2 separate regions of the Mus musculus genome follow, and region 2 is linked to region 1. Evidence: chromatin contacts called from public Hi-C data. All regions are on one chromosome and are shown on one strand. The core of a region is the stretch at or near the end of the contact, and the rest is flanking DNA. Distances in the headings are between cores, read along the strand shown.

Region 1 (7,054 bases), core at 3,513-6,012:
TCTGGGGTCTCCAACACAACTACATCGTCAAGAACCCCTTGCGGAAAGTGGAATCGTTTAAGCCTCCTTTAACTGATAAAAAAACCTGAGACCCAGGGCAGGTAAGATTGCTCAGTGGGTAGAGGCATTTATCAGTGAGCTTAAAATCCTAAGCTGGATCCTTGGACCCATACGGAGAGAGAACAGATTCATACAACTTCTCTTTGATTTCCACACATGCACTGCGGCACGTGTCCCCACAATAAAAGAAATAGAAATGAAATTAATTTTAAAAAAAAGAACTGAGGCTCAGAGAGTCATGTTGTGCCTCACGTTACTGGCAAAGCAGAACCTGGAAGCTAGCCACTGATAATTCCTAGGCAGCACCCACTGCTCAGGGAATCCTACCATCATGAGCCCTTGGGGCATGTGTGACACACAGTAACCTAAGTCAGTGTGTGTGTGATGGCGATGAGGATGACAGAGGTAATGGCAGTCACTGGGATGATGACAGGCACGAAGACCACATACCTTGTTTGATTTAATCTATTTGACAGAGTTACAAGGAAGGAGTCACCATCTATGGGGAAGCTGGACCCCACTGGTGTGCAGCTTTGTGGGGGTGTCTGAAGCCAAGTCTTGGCTACCCATGCCAGCCCCATCTTGGAGCTCACTCGGGTAGAAGCAACCAGGCCCCGATCCTGCCCTTCCTCTACCTCCCATCATGCTTCCCTCCTCTCTCATGGGGCTGGAACGCTGTGTGGCTCTCTTCAGTCTTGTAAATTGGGACTCAGGCGTTGCTGGAGAATGAAGCCCATCTCTCCTTCTCCGCCAACGCGAAGGGAGCTGGGTGACAGGCAGATGAAGGAAGTCTGTGCTGCTCCACAGCCACCCACATGCTATCTAAATTCACCGCCAGACAAAGTCGGCTCTTTGTCTTGGAGCCTCCCTCCCTCCCTGCCATTCATGCGCTGGGAGATTTTGCTTCCAGTAAGTGGAGGCTGGAGGGAGAAGAAAGCAAGCAGGAGAGGAGGAGAGGAGAGCAGGGAGAGGGGGACAAGACAACACTGAATCAGAACCAACTTAGCCTCACTGTCACAGTGACAGCTCGAAGAAATGATTTGTAGGCTGCTGTGCTAGGAGACACTGTCTCTAAGGAGACCCCTCTCTGTGAGCCACTAGGCAGCAAGTACAGCATCTGGGAGCACGTGAGTGTCACCTAGACCCTCCATGGGCCATTCAGGAGTGCTAAACTCCAATTCTAGAGCTCAGGCTCTGAGCCTCCATAGCGGCTGACCTGTGTAACACAGCTGAGCTGCAGTGGTACCCAGAGCTCCGCTCTGAGAAAACCTGTGGCAGGTGAATGATGTCCCATGAGAAGGGAGGCTAGACCTACCCTGGACAGGCTGTGCTGCTCAGCTGGCCCTGCCTGGGGGAGGAGGTGGTGGTGGTGAGCCGAGAAGATGAGCTCGAGGATGACAAGGCTTCCTGGATTTAGGAAGAGGGAGAGAATTTGGCAGCTCACCTAGCTCTGTGTACAACCAGAAACCAGGTCACACCTGGCCAGGTGACCTTTTGTCACCTGCACAGGTATCCTGAGATGCATCTGTAGCCCGAGGGCCGAGCTCCAGGTTATGTTCTAGCTTCAGTCTATAGCAGATGTCCACTACAGGCAGAGGCAGTGTGAAGACCAGGACTGTGCAGGTTTCCCCCCTGAGTCAATGGTCGAAGAAGACTGAGCATGCTGCGCTCTTGAGCAGCCCCGAGACAAAGTGCTGCCTTTCTCCATAGACAAAGGCTCACAGATTGGCTGAGGCCCTTTGACCTTGGCTACTCTCTCCTCTCAGACCTGATGTCCAACCTCATTGTTTCCTTGGATACTAGCCATGAACTCTGCTGGGAAGAACTGAGGCTCTTATCCCTGGCTCAGCAGTGAAGGTGCCCACTTAAGTGGCATAGACTTTTAGAATCTTATCAGCCTATACTGGGAAGGCCCTATTCATGAGCTGCGTGGCTTGGCCTGATTTCCCCTTTGCCAGGTGGAATACAAGGTGTACAAGGTGACATCAGGTGGTCTGAGAGATCATGGGCACTGAGCAAGTCGTAGCTTGATCTCCTGCCATCTCCTCTGTTGCAGTACCTTCCCTAAGCCCCTCCCACCTCCTTTCATATCTCAACTGAGACCTGTTCCAGCTATGACTCTGAGTTAGATGCACCTGTGTGTTACCAAAGGGCCCAAGACACACCCTTCTCTTTGGGCCCAGAGTCCTAGGCTAAAGGGCCCATTGTGTCTCTGGGCCCCAGGTCCCACTGATCTTGGAACATCACAGAAGTTGTTCACAGCAGCTCATTTGCCCCCTTAACATCCTCCACCCTAACAGATGAAGACATGCCAAGGTCACATGGCTAATTAAACAGAAGATGGAGTGTGGAATGCAGCCCAGAAACCCAGTATAACAACTACAACTTAATAAAGATCATCAATACATTTCCCTGTGGCCTTGCTTATCATGAGAAATTTTTCGGGCTTATGGAAAGATTGGGAGGGTAGATAGCTTCAGAAAAGGGGCTTTTTAAAATGGGGGAAATTGCTGATGCTCTGTAGTCCTAAAATAGAGTATACATCTTTAACATGCTAGATCCCTAGACTCCAATCTGTTACTCTCTGCTCTCTGCCATGTCCCTGGAACTCTATGAAGAAGGGGCTTCCACAGAGGGTGGCCCTGGCCAGTCATGTGACTCGATCAAGGCCACATCTGCTAATTCTGGGGTTCAAATTCTGCCCTCCTGGGAGGGCAAGTCTTCTCTACTCTGGCATGACCTGGGCAGCCAGAGGAAAGCGAGTCTGATTGCAGCTGGCTTGCCCAGCCTTTGCCCCTGGGCAGGGTGCAGTGAGGAGACTAGGTTCCTCCTCTGCAGGGGACTGTGGGAGCAGGGAAGGCTTTCCGTGGTTTTGGAGACAGAGCCAGGCTGCTGCTGCCTGGGCTTCCTGGACTCTGGCCAAGACTTCAGACTGCACAGACATGATGGGAGTTTTGCTGGATCTGTCCTCAGGAATCATTGACTCTCGGGTTTCTAGTCCTCGTGGGGGTCCTGGGCACCACTCCAGGAAGTTCAAGGACATCTGCTCAGAACATTGACTCTACTTGAAGATGTAAGAGAGAGAGAAAAAAAAATAACATTTAAAACAAACCATCATATATGGGGCTGGGGAAGTAGCTCAGTGGGCAAAATGCTTGCACAGCAAGCATGGTTTGATCCCTAGAACCCCCATTTTAAAAAAGATGAGCATATGCTGGGGAGACAGAAACAGGCAGATCCTGGGGTGCGCTGGCCAGCCAGCCTAGTCTAATTAGCAATCTCCAGGCCTCAGTGAGATCCTGTTGCAAAAGCTAAGGTGGCTGGATCCTGAGGGATGACACCAAAGGTTGCTCTCTGGCCTCCACGTGCATAAAATAAGCCCTGACACATTGTTATTATGTTAATGATTATAGGACTGTATCCCATAGTACCTGTGTATTCTGTTATGCCTGAGAGTGTTTAAGGAAAAACAGAAGCCCAAAGAAATTTATTTCTTTTTCTCTGTGTAAAAGTTTAAGAAGTTCTGAGCCAGCCCAACCTGAAAACAGAGACTGAAGCTAGAGTCCAAGGAGGTGCCAGGTGACTTGTCAAAGGTCCCCAAACCAGTTATCTCACATCTTAGATTCCTTGTCAGAACAGACACACCCAATTGTCAGGCTGATCCCAGTTCAGGTGGCCCTGGGTCCCTGCTGCTTCTTGGCCACTTTCTGCTCTGCTTCAGGTGAATTCTCCTCCCAGTGCCTCAGTTTCTTTATCAGTAAAATGGGTCAATGATTCAGGGAAAGTAGAGGGAAGGCTGTTGGGTGGGCAGCCATACCACAGACAGTTCACGTGTGCCATCACTGTCCTAAAAATGAAGTAAAAAAGCCAACCACTAGAAAATCCCCACTGTGAGCTCTCCCACTCCCAAGAGGGTGGATTACAGTATCTTTCCACCTTCTGTAGCAGACTATGGTGCAATGACACCTGAGCCCCGATACACAGTCCACGAGATGATGTTGTATTTGGAATAATTTCACAGCCACTCGAAGGCTGAATTCCCTTGGCCTCCTGCTGCTTCTTGTAAAGGAAACAGAAAACGTCTGAAAATAGATCCTGAATCGATGCTCCTAAATGTGGCAATGCCCAAGAAGCCTGCAACAACTGGCCCTGCGTGGCCTCAGCAGCCCAGGGGGGTTTCCGGGCAGCCCGGATCAGATTGCAACAGCCCTAGAGAGTTGGAGGTCATGAGCATGTAAGGAGCGACTCCTTAAATGGGGAACTCCGGGAAGCCTGCGGGGAGAAGTGCCCAGGGTACTTAGGCAGGCGCTATGAGGTCAAATGTTTGTGACTTTCCCCATTCTGGGACAGCCACAGGCTTAGTGTGCTCAAAGAGGGAGGCCCTCTCTCAGCAGTCACTCATAGGCAATGGTGAGGTAACACCTTGCATTGTCCTAGAGACTGCCCACTGAGCGCTGGGTATACTCTGGACTCAGAAAGCAAATACAGCCAAGTTGGAGGAATAGGGTTGCCCCACGAACTTTCCCTTCCTGGAAAGAAAGCTGGGCTTCCCCGGGTCCTCCCTCCACCTCAAGCCACTGTACCAACCCACACTGTATTACCAAATGTGTTTCAGCCTCAGCTTCCCAATGCTATACTGTGTGGTTACAGACAGCTCTGTCAAGCAGATGGGGTTCACATTCACTTTACAGAGGAAGAGAACAGCAGCTCCCAGAGACCAGACAGTCAACTCTCAACTCCAGGCTGCCCAGTCCAGCTTCCCCAACCCCAGCACAGCGGCAGCCATGACGTATTCCCATCTGACATCAACTCAGTGTTTCTGAGGTGTTTCCACAGCCGCCCACTATCCAGCCGTGGCCAGCTCTTTCCTACCCACCACCATGTTATAAACAGGAAGCTGTCTATTCCCAATTTAGAGATGAGCAAATCAGAGCAGGGAATTGAAGACACTTGCCTAAAATCGCGCAGTTAGAAGTGGCAGCGGCTCCAATTCTGAAGTGATGGGCTCCCCTTTCTCATCCTTAGTGCGCAGAGCCACACGGCTGGCCAGCAGCAGGAGTACTGGTGACAGGGCTGCCACCCACCACGCTCCCAGGCTCCTGATCCTACTACCTTCTTTTCTCTGACTATTCCATCTCTGAGGCCATGCCAAGAGCAGTGTACTGCACAGTCGGCTGAGGGTGATGAGGGCCACCCTGAGCATCCACAGCTCTTCTGTAGCTCTTCTACTTTGACACACAGACACACACACTGCAAACCTGGAGGGGCTGGGGTGGGGGCGGGGTGGAGAGAGACACTGAAAGGTTTAAAGCATTTCTGGAGTGGCACAGTCCGCTTCCCTGCAAGCTTGCTAAGATAAGCCTATGAAAGAATGTCGCAGAAAGTGGAAGCCATCGTGCAGAAGAGTCACTCTGAGCGTGTATCCCGCGGGGTCACTTGGTCTAATAATCCCCCTTTCCACAATCTAAGCCCTGGTAAGGTCTCACATTCATCCTGATTCTGACAACTAACATGGGAACTCTTGGGAAGCCCCAACACACAATTTGACAAAATGTAGTGGCAAATGTAAAGGTAACATGTGAGCAATTTCCTGAGTCCAAGACCTTGGGTGGGCTCTGGTCTCCTAGCCCATGACGCTGCCCCCTCTGGGGCTTCTAGAAGACCATTGTCTCCATGACTTATGGTCCCTGCTCTGGATTTTCTCCTCTGCCCTGTTCTGGGTGGCCAGGAGCATAGCTGGCCTCTGAAAGCACAAGGGAGCAGGGCCAACTTTAACCAGGGAGGCAGAGAGCAGCCTAGTGACAAACACATTCACTGGTATTTCTCGTGACTTTTAAGACAAAACACTGAGGCCAAAGGGAAGGCTCAGAGAAGGGAGACCCTTGCTGAATATCACACAGCACAGCTAGGATGGGGGAGGAAGTGTGGTCAGGAGGCAGCTCTGCTTGTTTACAGAGAAGGAAGGAAGGCATACCGCCCGCCCCTTCCCCTCTTCTGTGTCCCTGGCATCTTCCTATCTTCCCCTCGTCTCCCTCAGCATCATGTCAGACAGAACAGGTGCTGGGGAGGAGGAACCTGCCCATCCCCACCCGGGCATCCACCCACCAGCTTTGGGTCCTGAGTTGTTTTTCCATGGGGCTGGTATTGGCTCCCTCCCACAGCCTGACCCATTCCACACTCCCACCCACCCGAGTCAGTGACTAATGGGTCCTGTATCTGACTAAGATGCCCTTGCAGGTCTCACTGTGGAAATAGCCCCAGCATCTTTCTCTTTACTCACTAGCCCATTGCCTTGGCCTGGGGTCTCTTGAAGGCCCACAGAGTGCACAGAGAGAACCCAAAACACAGGCGAGTCACAGGCTAGGTCACAAGGACATGAAGAAATGCCTCCCTACTTGTCTTGCTTTCCCGATGGCTGCTGGGAAACCTAGGGCTACAGAAATTGGCAGCCGTGGCCTGGGTTTCAGTTCAGTCGTGACGATGTGAACTGGCTATCCTTTTATTTAAGGTTGTAGCTCCTGCTTCATCCCATGCCGGCCTACACTGCAAACTAAAGGATGCCGGGCACATAGTGGGTGCTCAGCACATCTCTGCTTTGCCCTTCAGCTGTCTACAGTATACTAAGAAGACCAAGGACCAAGGCATTTCTTCATGTTGGTTGGCCAAGAAAAATGCCAAGAAATGCTTCCATGTTCTAGATTTGACCTGGATTTACCCTTATGATAGAGCATTAGAGTTTGGACCTGGAATATACTCTGCTTCAAGTGGATAATCACCAAATCTTATCTGTCAGTTCATCTACTTGTTTGTTTGTCTTTTTCTCCTTTCTGTCTTTCTGTCTTTCTGTCTTTCTTTCTTTCTTTCTTTCTTTCTTTCTTTCTTTCTTTCTTTCTTTCCTTCCTTCCTTCCTTCCTTCCTTCCTTCCTTCCTTCCTTCCTTCCTTCCTTCTTCCTTCCTTCCTTCCTTCCTTCTTTCCTTTCCCTCTTGCTTTTTT
Region 2 (6,783 bases), core at 1,971-4,470, 120 kb before region 1:
GTGGCTCCTTATGTCTTCAAAGCCACATTGGCTCCAATGGAATCACTTCACAGTAATGCCTGTCTTTCCTTTCTCTTGCTTCTGCCTGGATAACCCATAATAGACCCTTCTCAGGCTAGCCACAAAGTCCCTCTTGCCATGAAAGGCAGTCTATTCACAGGCGCCAGGCATAGAAACTGGCTGTCTTATATCCACCAGAGTGTCATCTTATATCTTGATCTTCAGTGAGGCTTAGGGTATCTGCACAAAGTTATTAGCCAAGGAGTTTTCCTTACTGGCCAATGCAAATTCTCCATAGTGGGTTATCTACCAGTCTCTTCCTCTATGATCCTAAGTTTCATGGCTATACTTGTATTTAGCATGCAACCTGTTTGTACCACCTCATTCTCTTAAGACTTATGTCCTCCCCTCCCCCAGTTGTTCCTCTCCAAAACCACCACCCCACTGCTCACTGTGGAAGAGAGAACCTTTGGTGATTAGCTACACCAAGCTAGGGTGTGTCTCTCTTTTCAGGACCTCTCTGTAGCTCCCCTTTGCAGAGTCTGAGCCAATGGTGTTTAGCTCTATCATAAGCGGGTCCCAGCCTCTCGGCTTCTCCTGCCTTCCTACTTTGCCTTCACATTCTGCTATTGCAAAGGCAATGAACCGTACAGGCTGCCTGGAGGAAGAAGAGCTTCAGCGAGGCCTTAAATGATGGGACACCGTTGAGTTGGATCTGGAAGAAGGGAAGTGGTTTAGAGGCAGGCGCATGTGCAAAGAGAGCTTAAGAGGTTGAATGTGGACACAGGATGTCGAGATCTGGGAATCTGGTACCCAGAGTGTCAAGGAAGGGGGCTTCATGCTGCCCTGGGGTAGGTTCCGGATGAGTTCCTGCATCCCACCTCAGACCCAACTGTGAGTGCTCAGTGGTATCTCACATGTGCCGTCACAGAGCTGTGGTCACTGACCCCAGGAAAGAGGGAGTCTTATCACCTAGGTGTGCTGGGGGGGCCTGGTCCAGGTTTCTCGGGTGATGCCCCCTCACACTCCCTAATGCAACACTGTGTGTGTATCTGTGTATATACATGTGGGCATGCATGTCATCTGTGAATGTGGGGGGCCTAGGAAAGATTGTGGGAGTCAGTCCTGGGTTCAAACTCAGAATGCTTCTCAACCAGTAGGTCAAAGCTCTCGTTCTTTAAGTCACTTAAGTTTGTATACTGTTTGTATAGAAGGAAGTGAGTTGTGTCTGGTTGGGAACTGTCTTCCTGTTAGACCCAGGAACCAAGGTGACACTATTATTACCAGAGAGGTTGACATGGACGTCTCTGGTGTTGACATGCAGAAATCAGAAACAAGATCCCCAGCCTTTATGGAGCAGGTAGAAAGCTAGAACTTGCTGTCCTGCTTACGTCACCCTGGGGCACTGGCACAGTGACAAGAGGCAGCGATGGCATATGCTCAGGTTCTGAGTCTGGACTGGGCCCTAAAATTCCCGCTCATGTCAGGACTGTCCTGAGGGGATTTAAATAAATCAACCCATTTGTTCCTTACAACAACTCCGCCACCACCCGCCTTTATCATGCCTGTCTTACATATTAGGAAACCGAGGTATAAAATCACAAAGCTGCCAAGGAGCCGAGCCTACAGCTGAGTCAGGGCTACCAGGTGCCTTCTGCAATGGAGACCCTGCAGGGCCCGGGCCACACAGCCTTGCAGACAGGACTCAAGCTCTAACTCTGAGGGCAAAGCATACCACTCCCAGCAGCCTTTCTTCCCGCCATGAGGGCTGGCCTTGTTAAGAACTTCTGTGTGTTTTATTTTACCTGGAAAAGTGTCTGCCATGCTGATGTCTTGCTCCAGTGATGCTGAAAATGAGCCAGCATTGGGGTCGCAGCTCATATCAGCAGGGGCCCAGCAGAGCCCAGATGCTTGGGGCTAATTCATCCACTGGGTTGCCCATTGTTATCCACCTAGTTAGCATGCTGCCCTCCTGCCTTGTCATTTATTTTTATCTGCCTTCCCTAGAAGCATCCAAAGCCATGTCTGGACACCGAGAGAACTCAGTGGGCACTTGTGAACTTAAGCCGACCTACTTATCTTCAATGGGCCAGGAAGTGCTACTGAGGACACCCTGGGGAAGACTAGAACCTGTCAGGAGACCGGGTCAGACTCGTATCTTCTGGCTACTGTGCTCTGCCAGGATCACTGCCTGGAACAGATCTGGATTCTACAGCAGCCTGTATGCTTGTCAGCGCCCAGTAGGTCTCCAGCTGTCTTTTGACCACATTTTGTTTAAGTGACATTGGTACAAAAAGCTGCCTAAGTAGTTAGGGTTCTTCTGTCTACCATGAAGGGACATATATAGGACATGGGACAACAGGGCCAGTGGCAAGATGGCTCAGTGGGTAGGGGTACTTGGTGCCAAGCCAGATCACCTGAGGTCAATTTCTGGAATCTACACGGCAGAAGGAGAGAACCAAGTTTCACAAATTGTCCATGGTACACATGTGCTCACTCATATACACACAGTAGATAGATAATTTTTTAATTAAGGAAAGAACACACTACAACATCACACACACACACACACACACACACACACACACACACACACACACATACACAGGCATACATATACACACAGGCATGTGAGTGGGCGCACAGGCATAGAAGCACACACATCCTATAAGTATACTAGAAGGGCAGATCACTGTTGTTGACTATGCCCACAGTGAACAAGGGCACTGCCTACAGTCTCTCTCTTCATGCCTGTGTGGCAGGTGGACATTACTGTCCTTGCAGTGGCATGCAGTCATGACCACTCTGCAACATGTTTTATTTATCTGCTCCATCTCAAATGTTCCACGGAACTCCTCATACAGGGCCAGTCCAACTGAAAACGGCCTAAGTCAACTCAAATTGGAAACAAGACCTCAACACAAAGCCAAAACTATAAAACCCTTAGAAGAAAACATACAGGAAAAGCCTTGTGATGTTGGAACTAGTAATGATATTTTAAATATAACACAAAGCAAAAAAGTCAAAAAGATTAAACTGGACAGCATTGAGATCAGTGACCCCTACACGTCAATGGTCAAATCAGAAGAGGGTGAAAAGCCTGCAGACTGAGAGGACATAGCTGTAGTTATAGCTCTGACAGAGTAAGTTCCATGCAGTAAAGAATGCCTACGAATCAGCAACAACAAAAGCAAGGACTTCTGCTTTTAAAATGACCACAGGACTCCAGCAGACGTCTCTGAAGTTCTTCAAATAACCAATAAGCACAGGGAAAGATGTCCAGCAGGTCTGATTATTAGAGAAAAGGAACTCAAGCCCAGAATCCAATCCCCTCTCACCCACGTTAGTTAGGATAGCTTCTATCAAGAAAGAAAGGAAGAGTGTGGAAATGGCTCAGCAGGTAAAGCACCCACGTAAATGTCAGGCAGGCTGGCTGTAACCCCAGACCTCAGGAGGTGGAAACGGGAGACCCCCCCCCCCCCAGGACAGGCTGGCGAGACTAGCCCAATATGCAAGCTCTGAGTTCAAATGGGAGATCATGCCTCTCCCTCCCCCCACCCCTAGCTCCGCCTCCCTGGCACTGCAATTACAGGCGCACACCTCCTGTTCTAGCTCTTTATGTGGGAGCTGAAAACCCAAACTGAGGTCCTCATGCCCGTGCAACAATCACATCACCCATCGGGTCATCTCCCGAGCCCCACCCCCACCCCCAAACAGCAATGCTTTTAATAGGATCAGGAAGGAGCTCAACTCAACAGCCAATCTGATTGTGCCATGAAGTTTTTCTCCTGTGTGACGGTGAGATCCAATTCTAGGTTTTACATTTAAGTCCTTAATCCACTTTGAGTTGATTTTTGTAGGTGTGATATAAGGTAAAGCTTCAGTCTCATTTCTCCATATGTGGATATGAATACATCATTGTGTATTCTTGGCAAAAGATGGGTGGCCATAGATGTATGGGTTTATTTTGAGATCTCTATTCTGTTTCACTGGTCTATATGCCTAATACTGTACTGCTTTGATTACTGTATCTTTGTAACATAATTTGCAACCAAGAGGTGCATTGTTTCCAGCTTTCTTATTTTTCTTCAGGATTTAGTTTTTCATAGGGATTTTCATATATATATAAAATTGGGTTTTATCTATTCCTGTAAAGAGCATGTTAGTATGTTTATACACCAAATCTGTAGATTTCTTAGGACAGTATGGAAATTAAACAACATTAATTCTTCTAGTTCATGAACATGAGATGCAAGATGCCTTTACATTTGGGTCTTCAATTTTTCTTAATGAGAATTTTTTTGGTTTTGGTATATAACTCTTTCCTTTCCTTGGTTAAGTTTATTCCTAACTATATTATTGTTTTGTGTACCACTGCAAATGATATTGTTTTCCTACCTTACTTTTAAGATAGATCATTGCCAGTGTATAGACAAGTAACTTATTTCTATGATTTTGTATATTGAGCGCTTACTAAATTTATCATATGTAATAATAATCAGTGCATGATGAGTGCATGCCATTATGCATGTATGGTAGATGTTGGGGGAGCAACCTTATGTAGCCAGTCCTCTTCTCCACTTTTATATGGGTTCTAAGGATAGAACTCACGTTTCTAGGCTAGGGCAGCAAGCATCTTTACCTGTTAAGCCCTCTCACCAGTCCTCAAGGTAGAACACAGTGCATCTATCTAGACTATCTGGTCTACCTGAAGTAGAATACTTTGAATCTATTAGGACTTGTCTACCTGAGATTGAATACTGTGTATCTATGAAGTCTATCTGGTCTGCCTAAGGTAAAACCCCCGTGTATCTGTGATGTCTCTCCAGTCTGTCTGCAGTAAAACACTGTATCTGTGAGGTCTATCTCTGGCAAACACTATCTCAGGGAGAATACTAGTACCTTGAGCTCTATCTTGTCTAGCTGAGGTGGAACACTGTGTATCGGTGAAGTCTATATAGCTTATAGTACTGTCATTTGTTTCTATTTCTCCCAAATTCATATTGGATCCATGATTGAAAGCAGAGCATTAACGCATGTGAAGAGAAAACCAACAAACTCAGTTGGGAACTACACAGTAAACCAACCACCTAACTACTAGAAGCCCTAACATGAAACAACCAAACTGGCACTAAGGATGGCCAGTCTCTAGGCCAGGAGAACAAACACTTTGTTTACTACTTGGTTGGCAAAAGCTAATGCTAAGCACACCTACCTCTGAATCAGAATTTCCATTCCTGGGGATATATTCTACCAAAATATATGTATTTGTATACTAAAAATAATAACAAAAATAAAGCAATTTTCTTCAGCAAAAACATGGGGACAATCTAAATGGCAATAGTAAATCAAATGGATAAATAAATGTTGGTATTCACACTGTAATTATTACATAGTAATAGAAAAGAACAAAGCAGTGGTATAGGATTAAAAACCTAGGTCTCAGGGCCTGTAGAGATAGCTCAGAGGTTAAGAACATTGGCTGCTCTTCCAGAGGTCACAAGTTCAATCCCCAGAAACACATGGTGGCTCATAATCATCTATAATTAGATCTGTTGCCTTCTTCTGGTGTGCAGACATACATATAGGCAGAACCCTGTATAATAAATAAATAACATAACATAAAAAATAACCTAGGTCTTCCGGATACAGTAGCAAGTGAGGGAACTTATAAACAATCGACTACCAGCATCTACATATATTGAATGTAGATAAAGACTGTTTTATGTCCTTACAAAGCAGATCAGTTCTCTCTCTCTCTCTCTCTCTCTCTCTCTCTCTCTCTCTCTCTCTCTCTCTCTCTCTCTTTGTTGGGAAGTAGCTTTCTGGGCTGACAAATGCTCTACACTTTGATGTAGTTAAATATTTATTACATAACACACATATATACATACACACATACAACAACTATTATAAGGCTTATGCTTGTGTATTTATAATTTTGTGTATGTTATGCCTCAAGCTTTAAAAAGGCATGAACTTTGCACCCGTAATCGAGAGCTGGTGGGGATTACAAGCATGGCTTTATGGAGATATACACCAGACTGAAGAAAAAGTGGGATTGCACCAAGGAGAAAGGGGAAGTAGCTGTGGGCGAGGTCAGAAGACGACAGGTGGCTCAGTAGGGTGAGCATGCTGGGTGTTTGTCCAGTGTTGTGTGTGCATAAGGTTTTTAGGGTTCAGGAGTTGGTATACGAGGCCAGGGACACAGATGCAATCAGCTTTCTCTCTGTCTACTTAAATGAACTCCTCCAAAATCATACGTTGATGGGGCATTCGAGGCTCAGATCATCATGATGCAGCCAATGTTCAGAATCACAAATGCATCAAGACCAGAGAGTACTGCTGTGATCTAGGGGCTGTTTCGTCTACAACTGTTAATTTTCCCCACATACAATGCTTTCTAATCCATAGAATTAAGCCATCCACACTGGACTCTGGTTCTGAGTCTGAGGGGAGGTTTGCATTGGCTCTCCCCCAACATTCACCTAAGTTATTCTATGAACAATGAAAGTTCCCAGCTCTCTCTGAGCCTTACTCTCTTGTCTGCCTTCATGCTTTCATTGTATCTTTATCTACACTGTCCAGTGTCCCTACACCCATGTTCACTTCCATATTATAACTTAGCCTATAGAATAATTCAACTAGGAGAAGTGATTACACAACTTGATGATGAATGTATTATCATTCATGCCCTTGGGACCAGCTGGTGTGAATGGGCCCAAGTGACTCTACAGCAAGGAAACTTTGTCACAAATATTTACAGTTTTCTCCATTCGCCTC

What was found. A called contact is a pair of places that touch in the nucleus more often than the background predicts.
Region 2: a contact with region 1 is called in a Hi-C map of bone marrow-derived macrophages, with 43 read pairs. The contact joins two enhancer-like sites. A contact is called at or near these places in 1 of 15 datasets of contacts at CTCF or cohesin (CD8 T cells), 9 of 484 Hi-C or Micro-C datasets (the AML12 cell line, the MC3T3-E1 cell line, bone marrow-derived macrophages and 5 more), 5 of 115 datasets of contacts at active chromatin or transcription factors (cardiomyocytes, double positive thymocytes, embryonic stem cells and 2 more) and 4 of 9 other capture datasets (adipose tissue, embryonic stem cells, liver and 1 more).

What each region holds. Positions count from the first base shown.
Region 1 is chr4:119,964,174-119,971,227 of GRCm38.p6, reverse strand. The region is part of intron 1 of Hivep3 (human immunodeficiency virus type I enhancer binding protein 3); the gene reads right to left. Among named protein-coding and RNA genes, the nearest start is that of Gm38632, 66 kb to the left of the region's middle. Within about 2 kb of position 4,762, at least 110 of the 459 cell types and tissues checked have an H3K27ac peak or open chromatin away from gene starts, as enhancers often do. A contact at or near this core is called in bone marrow-derived macrophages and microglia, where this site is marked.
Region 2 is chr4:120,084,373-120,091,155 of GRCm38.p6, reverse strand. All of the region lies in intron 3 of Hivep3 (human immunodeficiency virus type I enhancer binding protein 3), which reads right to left. Among named protein-coding and RNA genes, the nearest start is that of Gm36215, 13 kb to the right of the region's middle. Within about 2 kb of position 3,220, at least 5 of the 459 cell types and tissues checked have an H3K27ac peak or open chromatin away from gene starts, as enhancers often do. A contact at or near this core is called in bone marrow-derived macrophages and microglia, where this site is marked.